Regions from separate parts of the Mus musculus genome. Here region 2 is linked to region 1. A link is a contact called in public HiChIP or PLAC-seq data. All regions are on one chromosome and are shown on one strand. Each heading gives the region's core, a stretch centred on a gene start, on an enhancer-like site or on the middle of the called end of the contact. The rest is flanking DNA. Distances are from core to core; before and after follow the strand shown. Region 1 overlaps Cdyl (chromodomain protein, Y chromosome-like). Region 2 overlaps 1700011B04Rik (RIKEN cDNA 1700011B04 gene).

Region 1 (5,798 bases), core at 768-3,267:
GGGTTTCCAGGAAGGGCTGTTCAGATAGGCTTGGTAGATAATGTCGCAGGTTTCATGCAGGTACTGGGAGTGTTCCAGGATTTCACTATGAAGTGAGTGTGTTCCACGTGTCTGGAAGATACTCTCATGTCCACACTTGCTGGTGAGGAGGTTGTTTGCTGCCTTTGAGGGGATGAGTGGGCTTGACTTTGAAGACACGGTTCGCAGCTCCTTGCTTGCTATTGTTGGATCCTCTTAAATATCTAATGTTGAGCTGCTCATAGAGTTCCCAGACCTGCATCTCTCAGGTGTCTGGGATGCTTTGTACGCTGAGGCACCTGTGATTTTTTTTTTCCACCAAAAGATTGAGTTTGCTACGCTGCTTGTTTAGGAAGTTGGTTGTGTGTGAGATATTTCTGCACCATTCTGGTTTGCTTTATTGGTGGTTATTACAATCTTACTGCTTGTCTCTCTGTTTTGGGAAAATTTGCCCAGAGTTTCTTTCTCAGACTCAGAGTAAACAGATTTGTTGACATATTTTGTGTTTTGAATAAAACTGTACATTCCAGTTATTTTTAACTTCTACATTCTAGCAAACTATAGAGAATAAAATGTGTCCTAAAAATACTGGACTGACTTTTTTAAAAAGACTTATTGTATTTTCATGTGTGTAAGTGCTTGGCTGCATGTATGGATGTGTGCTGCATGTGTACCTGGTACCCTTGAAGCGTCAGAAAAGGGCATTGTATTTCCTGAAACTGGAGTTGTAGATGGTTCTGAGTCACCATGTGGGTGCTTGGAACGGAACCAATCCCCAGTCTTCTGCAAGAGCAGCAAGTACTGTAGTCGCTGGGCCATCTCTCCAGCCCTGGGAAGACTGGGAAGTCACTGACTTGCACTTACTACAGCAGTGGTTCTCAGCCTTCCTAGTGCTGCTACCTCTTAATACAGTTCCTCAGGTCATGGTGATCCCCTCCCCACCATAAAATCATTTCCTTGCTACTTTTTAACTGTACTTTTGCTACTCTTAGGAGTCATCATGTAAATATCTGTGCTTTATGATGGTTTTAGGCGACCCCTGTTAGCCAAAGCTAGGACTAGAGATTGCTCTGGCAGATGTGCCAGCTGCCATTCCTGTGAGAAGCTTGAAGGAGCTCATGCAGAATGATAAATAGGATCCTAGGTAATGGTTTTTCTCCTAATGCAGGCAGAGTGAGGGTAGTAGTGCAGTGAGCATTCCCTTGGTTCCCTTGGACCGTGGATCATGACGTCGGTTTCATATATGTGTGCATACATGCATGCATGTGTGCATATGTGCATGTGGACTGTACCTGCCGTCCTAGAATGGTGATGCAGATTATACACTGATTGCACACTTCTCTCCTTTCTGTGTTGTTTATGGTGGTTGATCCTCAGGACACACAGATAAACAGGATCATCTTGAAAAGCAGCTAACCATGGAGAGATCTGGGTTTCCCATGAGGGGATAAGTGCTCCTTCGGTAGGGAGCTAGACATGCGTGTTCTCAGCAGCTGTAGTGGATCTTTGTAGCATTTTTGTGTGCCTGGAAAGTGATTACTGAAAAGATCCATATATCTCATTTACTCTTGTAGGGCCAAAAAAGATGTTAAAGTGTCTTAAAAAATAAAGTTCTACCAAGAGGTGACTGGGTGTCTTGTTCTAACCTCAGCACTTTAGTGTTTGTGCTGGCTGTGCCAACTAAACCAGGCTATGCCATGAGTTCCCCCAGTAGATTTTCTTCTTTCTGCATCATCAAGTTCTTCGGGATCCTAGTACACCTTTTCTGGTGTCTTCTGTAAATAAAATGACCCTGCACTCACCACACTGGACACTCCCTTGATCCAGGAGAAACTTCAGCTGCCTCCTGCAGCCTTTGTATGCCTAACTTTTGACAGGCAGGAACAGCAGGTGGCACCCTCTAGTGGTGTAGTTTTAAATATCAACCCTTTAGGTCCTGTCTGTGACTGTCCTCATTACCACTGTCACCCATGCCTGTCAGAGTGGCTCCACCTCCCATCACTGTCAAGGCTACAGGGTTTCCACATCTCTACCTCTGCCATCTGGCAAGTGACCCCTAGTTCCCTCTCTTTAAAATGTCACTTCTAGTCCCAGCCCGGCCTCTTTCAGTTTTCAGTAGCAAGGTGTTCCTCTGTAGATGACTGTCGCTCAGCTCTACTTCACCTCTTCAGAGTAAGAAGGAGCAGGAGAATGCTCGCCCTTTGCCTTGGGGAGAAGGAGTTCAAGAGTCAGCAGAGCTGGTACAAGAAACTCCTGGAAATAGTTGCGGCTGGAGCTGCACTTTGAGAAGTTAGAGCAAGCAGCTGCAGTCTTCCTGCAGTTCCCCCAAGGTGTGTTTGAGATCATTTAAATAGAAGGTACTGCTTGACTGACAGTCCTGTCTGTGTTCAAGGGAACCAGAACACCGTGAATCCCAGCTGTCAATTGGAGAGTCCAGATGTCCCGCCCACTGACATGCTTTGCTTATATATACACAGGGAAGTAAGCATCACAAGGAGTGCTTACAGTAAGAGTTTATTAATTCTAGTATTGATGTTTTAAAGCAGTTTAACAGTATGTAACACCAGCCACTTGTTCAGTGGGAAATGGGTCTCTACCAGTTTCAGTTCCTCATAAGAAGAGACATGATAGACACGGACACAGGAAGTTGTGTGAGGGGAGACAGGATCAGTGTGCTGGGTGAGTGAGTGCATTGGGAAGTGGTTCAAAATGATGTCCGCAGGCGTTTCAGATCCTGCAACCGTAAGAACATAGTAAGTAGGTGGTGAGATACAGTACCATGCCCACACCGGACTGAATGCTATAGTAACAAGGCTTTGCCTCACACCCAGAGTGAAATCTAGAGTGTCAGAATGCTCCCGAATCTTACTCCACTCTTGGCACACACAGTCTTGGATGTCAGTAGCCGCGGGGTCAGCTTTTTTTTGTGTATTCTAGTTGCGCACTAAATTATATTGATCTTAATGATGTGAGGTAGAATCCCATCTCGCCTCAGCACTATTAATCTCTCTCTCACCTGTTCACCCCAGTGGCTGCCAAACTCTCATGGTCCGAGCAACAGGTCAGAGATGTGAAATGTAAACCAGAGGGCAGTGATTGCCATCACTGTATGGGAATTCTTTAAAGTGCCCCCGTTTTCCATGTGGTATTAAAATGTGTGGTTTAGAAAATGTAATGCATATTCCTTTGTGAGTAAAATGGGTTTACACTGCCCATTGCAAAATCACAGACATACCATGGTCTGACTTACTTTTCGTTGAGCCATAACCCAAATTTCAGTTGTTGCAACATCTTGTTTGCCACCTGTATTCATTACTTTTCTATCGCTGTGATAAAACCATGACCAAAAGCAATTTAGGAAGGAGGTTTATTTTGGCGTATGGTTCCAGATGGAGAATCTGTATTGATTACTTTTCTGTTGCTGAGATAAAACACTGACCAAGGCAGCTTGTAGAAGAAAGCATGTAATTGGGCTTATGGTTTAAAGTATTAGAACCCATAATGACATGGTGACAAACAGCAGGGAGCTCACATCTTGATCTACGAGCAAGAAGCCCAGAGCACACTAGGAATGGTGTGAGTCTTTTGAAACTTCAAAGTCCATTCCCAGTGACACACTTCCTCCGTTAAGGCCATACCTCCTAATCCTTCCCATACATACAAACATACATACATACACACATACACATATGTATATGTATCAAAGCCTGTCCGCACGGCATACTTCTTCCAGCATGTTTCCATATCCTCCCCCAAGCAGTGTTGTCAACTAGGGACTGAAGGTTCTAAGATAAAAGCCTGTGCTAGACACTTCCATTCAAACTACACCACCACCTTTATTGTTTCCTTATTTAAGAAATAAATCAACTTCTTTTTACCTCTCCTTTTAAAAATAAACTCTAGAATTAGAGTGGAGTCGTGGAAAATCACCCAACAGAAATCAATGTCTAAAACACATGAATAGACAAGGCTCACTTCAGTGACCATGAAAGTGGCCTTTTTTTTTTTTTTAAGTTTAGTTATTGAGAAATTTAACACTTAATTAAGTTCACTTTGGTTTTGAGGGGTCCAGAACCATTGGGTTTATATTAGACTGCAGTCTTTCTGTCAGAGAGGCCAGAGAGCCCGCCCCACAGACTGTTGTCTTTTATTATACTATCAGTGTTTTAGTATTTATTGCTTTAGTATTCTTAGTAATCTCATAAAATCAGCAATGTGAACATCAAGAATTGACTTCAGAATTAATAGGTGGTTAATTTCAGAACTTCAGAATTAACAGATAACAGGTGGTTGTGAGCCACGTGACATAGCTGCTGGAAACTGAACAGGTCTTGGGCAAGAGCACCACACAGTTAAGGGCTGAGCCATCAAAATGTTATTTATTTTGATCACTTTTACTTCCTAAATCTGGAACTTGTAAATCACCATTATTGGTAAAGCTTAAGATTTCTGTGCTGGCCACAAATGCCACCTGTGACTACAAAAGTAGAAATGAATTCTCCAGACCCACTGTGGGGTTAATGATCTGTGTGTGCTTTCAGAGTTTCACCTTCCTAAGAGGAGTTGGAAATTTAAACCGATATGGTCCTCATTTGCTCCACTTGACTGTTCTTCCCTCTGGATTTTAAAAGTTTTATCCCCCGGTCCTGGAGATTGGTCGTTCTGCTCCTTTTTAGACATGCCACTTACTTGTCTTTGTGTCACTGCCAAACTTGGCTCTTGCACGTGACCCTGATGAAGGTTTCTTATTATAATTGCTGTTGTTTGGTTAGTGTTGTTTTCTGTCTTAGACAAGGTCTCTCTGTGTCACCCAGGGCTTGGGCGTTAGAGTCAAATGCCAGGATTACATGTATGTGCCACCATGCCTGGCAGATACTGACACTGCTCATTAAAATGTTTTTAATATGTCAGCAGTAGAAGAAAAGTAGGAATCTAAATGTAATGGAGAGAGAAACAGGTTTAATCAATATAACAAAAGGAAAAAGCAGCAAGGGACACATGGCTTGGGGTTTGTCCCTTTATATGCTATTCATTAGTGTGCCTGAGAGGTGAGAAGGTGGTAGCTTATGGTTACCTCTGTCTGTCTCTGTCTCTGTGTGTGTGTGTGTGTGTGTGTGTGTGTGTGTGAGAGAGAGAGAGAGAGAGAGAGAGAGAGAGAGGGAGGAGAGAGAGGGAGGAGAGGAGAGGGAGAGACAGACAGACAGAGACAGATTTGGTTAGATTATACAATCAGAGATTAGATAGTCTTAACAGTAGCTGGAGACTGGACAGGCAGTGGACCCAGTAGCTGTTTACTCTGGAAGCCTGTGAACAAGAGGACCAGTGGTACAGTCCCCATCTGGCTGAGGTGTAGTAGTTCCCTGGAGAGCCAGTACCCATGCAACATCAGATGCACTTGGGAAGACTGGAGCTTGCAGTGCTACCTGGTTTCCTCTTCCACTTTCTTTCATCTAGGCCCCAAGCCTATTGTTTGATGTTGCCCACATTTCAGACTAGCCAGTTCTCTCCAGACACGCCCTTGCAGGCAACACCGAGATGTGTGCTTCTCTAGTTTTAGGCATCTCTTAATCCATTCCTATGTCTAGTGCTCTACTAGAGATGAGATGGTCTTGTGATATGTGTGCATTGTCCTGGTATACTAAGAGAGTTGTTTTTCTCAGGGGTTTGGTGTCCTTGGGGTGGAACACTGGGTGTGGGGTGCTGACATGTGTCACTCCCACATCTTCATGGTAGATGATAAAAGAAGGAGGCAGGAATGCTATCTGACCCATTCTCCTCTG
Region 2 (6,349 bases), core at 2,711-5,210, 590 kb before region 1:
ATCATCCATTTTATTCCTAAATATAGTCACATACTATGGTTGGAGGTCCCCCCGCCCCACTTCACATGTTAAGCAATTGTTGCTATGGCCACATATCGAGAAGGAAGATGAAAATCAGAAGACGGTAATTCTTTCTCTACTTTTTTGGCTTTATTCAAGTGTCTGACAGGAACACCCACCTTGTCCTCACAGTTTAAACTTTAAAAATTCAGGATTTTGGCATTTCCCAAGCTTCCTAAGGAAGCAGGAGAACTGTAGTGGTCTGTACTATTTGGTAAATTACATTCATGTGATGACAGGCATAATTACAGCCTTTACAAGGCTATTTATTTAATAGAATCATCACTATTGCAATTTTATGAAATTACAAGTGAAGGTCAGAGCCAACTTCACACATGTCTCTTCACAGTCATCCAGAGCTTCGTTCGTTTCTGTTAAGGACATGAGCTCCATTCGGTAGAGAGCTAAACCAGCAGCCATTAAATGAGTCGTCTTAGTCTTCCTTCTGGGTTCCCTGCATGAGTTCTGCTTGCTAATAGGGGTTAACAGTATAAATGATTTCAAGTTTCTACTAGGAGCATTGTAAAGAGGATCACAGAGCATTGGCTTCTAAGCACCTCTCAAGGCTTATGCCTCTGCTCCTTGTCATGGGCCTCATAAGGTTCTTACGTTCCCCTGGGTCATAATGTTTCTCACTTCTAAGTCATGGACACACCCACACCCACACACACACACCACATACCTACCTTGGGGGGGGGGGTGAGACATTGTAGGGTCTGCACTTCAAAAGAAACTCCATTTTCTGGGAACCATTGCATGCAGTTCTAGGGGTCACTTTCTGTCCAGGCACTCAGCAGCGGCACTCAAAGTCAGAGCAGTGAATACATCAGGAACACCAGAGGCTGCAGCGTCACAATCAGCAGTCATTGTAACTGGAGGCAGCTGAGCTCTGGAAAGGCTGGAGTGGGATAGAGAAGGGTGGAGGGGACCCCAGGCTTTAACAACAGTTCTCAAGCATCCCTGCACATCAGAATCCGATGGGATCTTTGAGATGTCCTTAGGCCGATCCAACCCTATGGACGTCAAATCTCTACGCCAGGGTGAGGTGTCTGGATCCATTTTTACCCCCAGGTTACGGCAATGTGCTGGAGATGCTCTGTTTCACAAAATTTGAGTTTGCAAGAAGGTTTGCAGACGGAAATGGGGGCAGTTGATTCCTCTACCCCGTTAGCTAGTGTAAGGGTCCATGATTCACCCAAAGAATGACACCCTGGATTCAAATAGTATGTAGACACAAGGAGTGAAGGCCCAGCATGCTGGGGTCTCCCCATTACCAAGATAGAGAGACCCCAAAGTGAGTTCTCAGGCCCAATTTAAAGCACCCTAGGGGAATCCTGGAGTAGGTGGGCTTCATCGTACCCTATCTCTAAGGACATTCCATTACTGGGGTAAGGCGGCTAGCTGGAAACTACTAAACCATTCCCATTGTCCTTGTTTCAGGCCAGGTGGTGGGGAAGTTTCTGACTGGTGCCTGAAGCCTGGGTTTTTAGGCCTAGTTTCTTTAACTGCCAATTTGAAACCTGTCATGGAATCAGCCTTGCCCTCTCACTAGAGGTCTGAAGGTGCCACTGTGTTGGACTTGCATGGAGCCTCCACTGACCAGTGTGTTAATTGGCATTATATTACTATAGTATATATGTAGAGCACATCTAATATAGATTATTAGATCAGAAGTTATTTTCACTCAGTTTTAGAGGTTTCAATGCATGACTGATTGGATTGATTTGGATTCAGGTGAGGACATCATGTTCTCACATGTTCTGACAGGAGCCTGTGGCAAAGCAAAAGTGCCAGGAGGGAGGGAGGGAGGGAGGGAGGGAGGGAGGGAGAGAGAGAGAGAGAGAGAGAGAGAGAGAGAGAGGAACAAAGGGAACAAGAAGAACAAGAAGGAGCATTGACCCCACCGTCCTCTTTCTCTTTGAGGCACTCTTCCAGTTGTCTAAGGACCTTCCATTAAGCCCTATCATTCAAAGGTACCACACCCTCCTAAGACCCAAACCGTGGGGACCAAGCCTCTAACACATGGACCTTTAGGGGACACTCAGCATCCATACTATAGCATCAAACTAGAAATCACAGTTGGGTTACCCACTCACACTAAAATTCTGTGTCACCATGTTGGAAATTAAGCCGGGTATCAGAATGTCCAAGAAATCATGACAGAAGATATAACATGAAATCGCCTCATTTCCTGAACAGGACAGTTTCAATTGGGATAATGATGAAGTTTCTTTTGCCTTAATCCTTTTGAACAATGAGACAACAACGATGACGACGATGACACCACCACCACCACCAACAACAACAACTCTATGTGGGGCCAGAGAGCTATGGGACTGAGAGGAGCAGCCGTGGAGCAAGAGTGGGGTGGAGGCAATTCAAACCCCTGAAATCTCATCCTGAGATCTGTAGAAGTAGGAATACTGCCGCCTCTGCCCCAGGCCTGTATGTACCTGTGCACGCAGTCCAGTGCCCCCCACCCTTACCTTACCAGAGGAGGTCAAGTAGCCAGTGGCCAATTTAAACTTCCTTTCCCCTTATAAGTCATGTGCAGCAGCACCTGGAATTCCTCCTTATGCAAATGAGGCATCCCCAGCCAATGAGGTACACTCACCCTGATAGCCCGCCCCTCAAAGCTTTTTTCCTCCTTCCACAATAAACTGAATCAGTCTCTGAAGCTAATCCTGGTGTGTGTGTGTGTGTGTGCATGTGTGTGTTCTTTACCCACACACTCACCTCGGACCAAGGCCCTGCATTGGACCCACCCACCCACGCCAAGCTTCCCTCCATTCAGCCCAGCCCAGTGCGTAAGAGGCTGGTTCCCCCAGGGAGGAGAGACAGGAGGTAACTTGACACAATCCTTTGATAAGCACTCAGTTCTTTTTCTATGGTTCTGTCTTTTTGTCCCCATTTCCCAAGCAGAGCAGGAAAGTGTTAGTCGGACTTTTTGTCATGGCTCTCGAGTGAGAAGGGATTTGTTTTGGTTCATGGTTTCTAAATGGTGAAGATGTTGCACAGGATGACAATGTCGGATGGCAGAAGGTGTGCGGTGGAGCAGAGTTCCTTACCTCATAGCAAACATGAAGAAGGTTGTGGGAAGAGAGACCTGGTGGGAGGAGTGGGGAAGGGAGGAGAGAAGAAGGAGAAAAGCTGGAGTGGGAGGTGTCAAGAAAGAGGACCCACTAGCAGGCAGTTTTCTTCTGCTCTTATTGGCTCCAGGATGCCAGCACATGTGGTGATGTGGCCTCATTTGAGGAGGGTCTTTAGTCTTAATCCTCTGACATCTGGAGAGGGCGCTTTCTAACCTATGTTATTTCTCAATCCAATCACGTTAATGATCAAGATGAGCCACCATCAAAAGTGACTTGGAAGTGACCCATCTCACTTTTTCCTCTTTCTGGTTTCTGTTTTCAGACCCTTTCTGTCTATAAAATGAGCATCTTTTGATCCTGGGAATGCATTTTTGTCTTCTGGGTGAAGTGTCACCTGACTCCAGAATTAAAAACGAACTAACACAGAAAACCCAGATGTCTGCTACGGGCAAGGGCAGGGCCACCGACCTTTGACCTGGTTCTTTGGGTGATTATTTTTATAAAGCTTCGTATTTACTTCTCCCCCAGCAAAAGCATTTTCATTCATTTTATTCTTGACGCGCCTTAACTTCTAAGAAACTGGGTAGTGCATGGAAGGCTATGGATCTGGTGTAACCTGCTCGACCAGTGTGCCACAGGGTGAGGAGCAAGGGCAGGCCACAGGCCTTCGTACTTCAAGGAAGCCAAAGGGTGAAGACACGCTTGAGCTTCGTCCTCTCTTGGCCCCTGGCACTCCACCCACCAATTCCCTGCAGCTGCAAGAGTAGGCCTGTCAGATCACTTCCGTCTGCCGCTTTTCCGGGCATGCTAACGAGCCACACCGCTTCCGCTTCACACTAGACATCTGCAGAGACTGTGTGGTGGGGCATGGAGGAAGAGAGAGGGCGCAAAATCAGGGCCCCCAGCTGTTCCACATCCTCCATGGATGGCGCTCCTTTCTGAAAAATTGGTGGAATGTGTGCATAGCAGCTGAGGTGCAGAGGTGAGGTGTGGGCGGCAGTGGGCTTGGCTTCCTTCCTGCCTGGCTTCTAGAGCTCAGTTGGAGGCTGCGAGGCAGTGTGATCTGTCTTCACGGAAAACAGAGTAGCAGGAAATGCTGCCACCAGGAACACATTAATCACATTAGCTTGGCAGACTATCGTCTGAAGATGCAGTCAGATCTGTGAACACAGCATGTCCAGTCAGCTCTCTTAGACAGTGCTGTTACCCTGGACAACACTGGCTCTTTTCACACTGGGGCTGTGCCCACAGCTTGTGGCTCCTGGAAGGAAAATTCACATAATCACAGGCATGGCTACACGCATGTGTGTGTGCACACGTGAGTGAACTCACATAATAAAATCATCAATCTTAATGTATTTTGAATAGATTCGAGTCAAGGTTCTATAGCTATTACCTGGTCGTATTTCTGGGCCAACACAGATACTGGAGATGACATGTCAGGGTCAGGGATGCTTAGAGATATGATTCTATATTGATTATGTCTCCTGTGTTTTTTTTTTTGTGAAAGAGGCAACAATTATCTATATTGAAATAATGCATCTGTCCTTTGTAACTTATGTATGTGGTGTGTGTGTGTGTATTTGTAAAATGTATAAATGTGGGCACCAGGAAGATTCTTTTGTATTTCTCTTACATAGTTGTCTTATGAAGACAGAGAGGGCATTTTGCCCATGCTACAAATACACTTATAAGGAGAAAAAAGAGAGGGAGAAAATAAAGATGAAATGAAATGAAGGAAAAAAAGGAATAATTTAAAGGCCTAGGGATGTCAATCTTAATCAGATCAAAAAGAGATGGTAACTTGAGCCTGTAATCCTAGCTACTGGAAAGGCTGACACAAGCGGATGGCAAGTTCACCGCCAACCAGGGGAAACTTCATGAGACCCTGTCCCAAAGTGAAAAGAGGACTGGGGACAGCTCAGAGGTAAAGCATTTGCCTCCTAACATACATGAGGCCCTAGTTCAATCCCCAGTACCATAAAACAAATCAAAAGAATGTGATCTAAAGAAGGGGACTACAAAACAAGTCTGGAGAAAACCACCCCTGGCTCTTTGGTTCTAATTGACCACTTGAACTAGCTATTAACCTGTTAAGTTTCAGTTTCTTCGTGTATAAGGTGAGCCTCCTTTTGAAACAAAGTATGTAAGGGATCAAGAAAAGCAGAGCTCAAGGCTACTTCCAACACTGCTGAGAGCAATCGATGCAATCCACACAGCCAGGATGATTAGCTGAGCACCTATTGCATGAAACAGCTTGTAGTTTCACAACCGTCTTTTGGAATAAATTTCACATACCCCTCCCCATTTTTGAGACAGGGTCTCCCTGTGTTGTCCAGACTGACCCTGAACTATGATACTCCCGCCTACGCTTCCGAAGTGCTGGGACTATAGGTATGCACCACCATGGCTGCCTTCCCACCTCCATTTAATAGTAAAGAAGAGTGTACAGCCACTTACCTATACTTGATAACTGGTGATCTGGCTTTGAGACCAGGCTAATTTTGTCCCTGCATTCTCACCCTCTTACCGCCCCCCCCCAATAATCCCTCTTTTGAAAATTTTACAGTGTGATGATAATTCTGTAAATTTGTAAAATTTCAAGCCATAATGAAAAGAAGTTTGGGAGGCTAAATTGGGACTCAGGCAACTTAAGAATTATCAGAGGATTTGACTTGCCAAAGCTTGGCCTATTATTGATCAAAGTAGTTGAGATATATCCAGGCCTTATCATACAAACCTGAACACCATAAAAATTAAATCTATCAATAAGCTTCAAAGTGCAAATCTTGCATAGTGGAAGTGTCACTGTACAGTGACAGCTGTCCCAGAACAAATAAATAGCTTTATTGTTGGGGCAAATTGTCCTTTTGAGTCCCTTCACCTAACTCTTCAAGGAAGAGCACCTTATAAAATTGGTCTTGTATTGTGACATTAAACACCTGGACTATGGTGTACTTTAAACTCGGCTGGAAAATCTCACAGAGCAGGAGCACAGTATAGCCCTACGAGGGGAGAACCCCTGAGGGATGATCTAGGCTTGGAGCAGCAGGCAGATACTGCCTGCTCTGATTTTCTATTGTTAGGACATCATGCAGATGGATAGGTGTCAAGCCTCTCCGGAGGGAAACCGACTCATTGGACACAATTGGCAATCACAGCTTCTTCCAGGTGCCTGCCTAAGAATGATTTTCTTT

The links. HiChIP or PLAC-seq counts read pairs in DNA pulled down with a chosen protein or histone mark.
Region 2: a contact with region 1 is called in an H3K4me3 HiChIP or PLAC-seq map of pro-B cells, with 6 times the contacts expected there. The contact joins two enhancer-like sites. A contact is called at or near these places in 2 of 39 promoter capture datasets (HPC-7-derived erythroid cells and hippocampal neurons), 1 of 15 datasets of contacts at CTCF or cohesin (the NIH/3T3 cell line), 3 of 484 Hi-C or Micro-C datasets (LSK cells, embryonic stem cells and epidermal suprabasal cells) and 2 of 115 datasets of contacts at active chromatin or transcription factors (large pre-B cells and pro-B cells).

What each region holds. Positions count from the first base shown.
Region 1 is chr13:35,781,169-35,786,966 of GRCm38.p6, forward strand. All of the region lies in intron 3 of Cdyl (chromodomain protein, Y chromosome-like), which reads left to right. Among named protein-coding and RNA genes, the nearest start is that of Rpp40, 120 kb to the right of the region's middle. Within about 2 kb of position 2,018, at least 78 of the 459 cell types and tissues checked have an H3K27ac peak or open chromatin away from gene starts, as enhancers often do. A contact at or near this core is called in pro-B cells, where this site is marked.
Region 2 is chr13:35,185,276-35,191,624 of GRCm38.p6, forward strand. It overlaps 1700011B04Rik (RIKEN cDNA 1700011B04 gene), which reads left to right. Exons shown (of 3, transcript NR_045616.1): 3 at 2,260-2,739. Among named protein-coding and RNA genes, the nearest start is that of 1700011B04Rik, 6.8 kb to the left of the region's middle. Within about 2 kb of position 3,961, at least 148 of the 459 cell types and tissues checked have an H3K27ac peak or open chromatin away from gene starts, as enhancers often do. A contact at or near this core is called in pro-B cells, where this site is marked.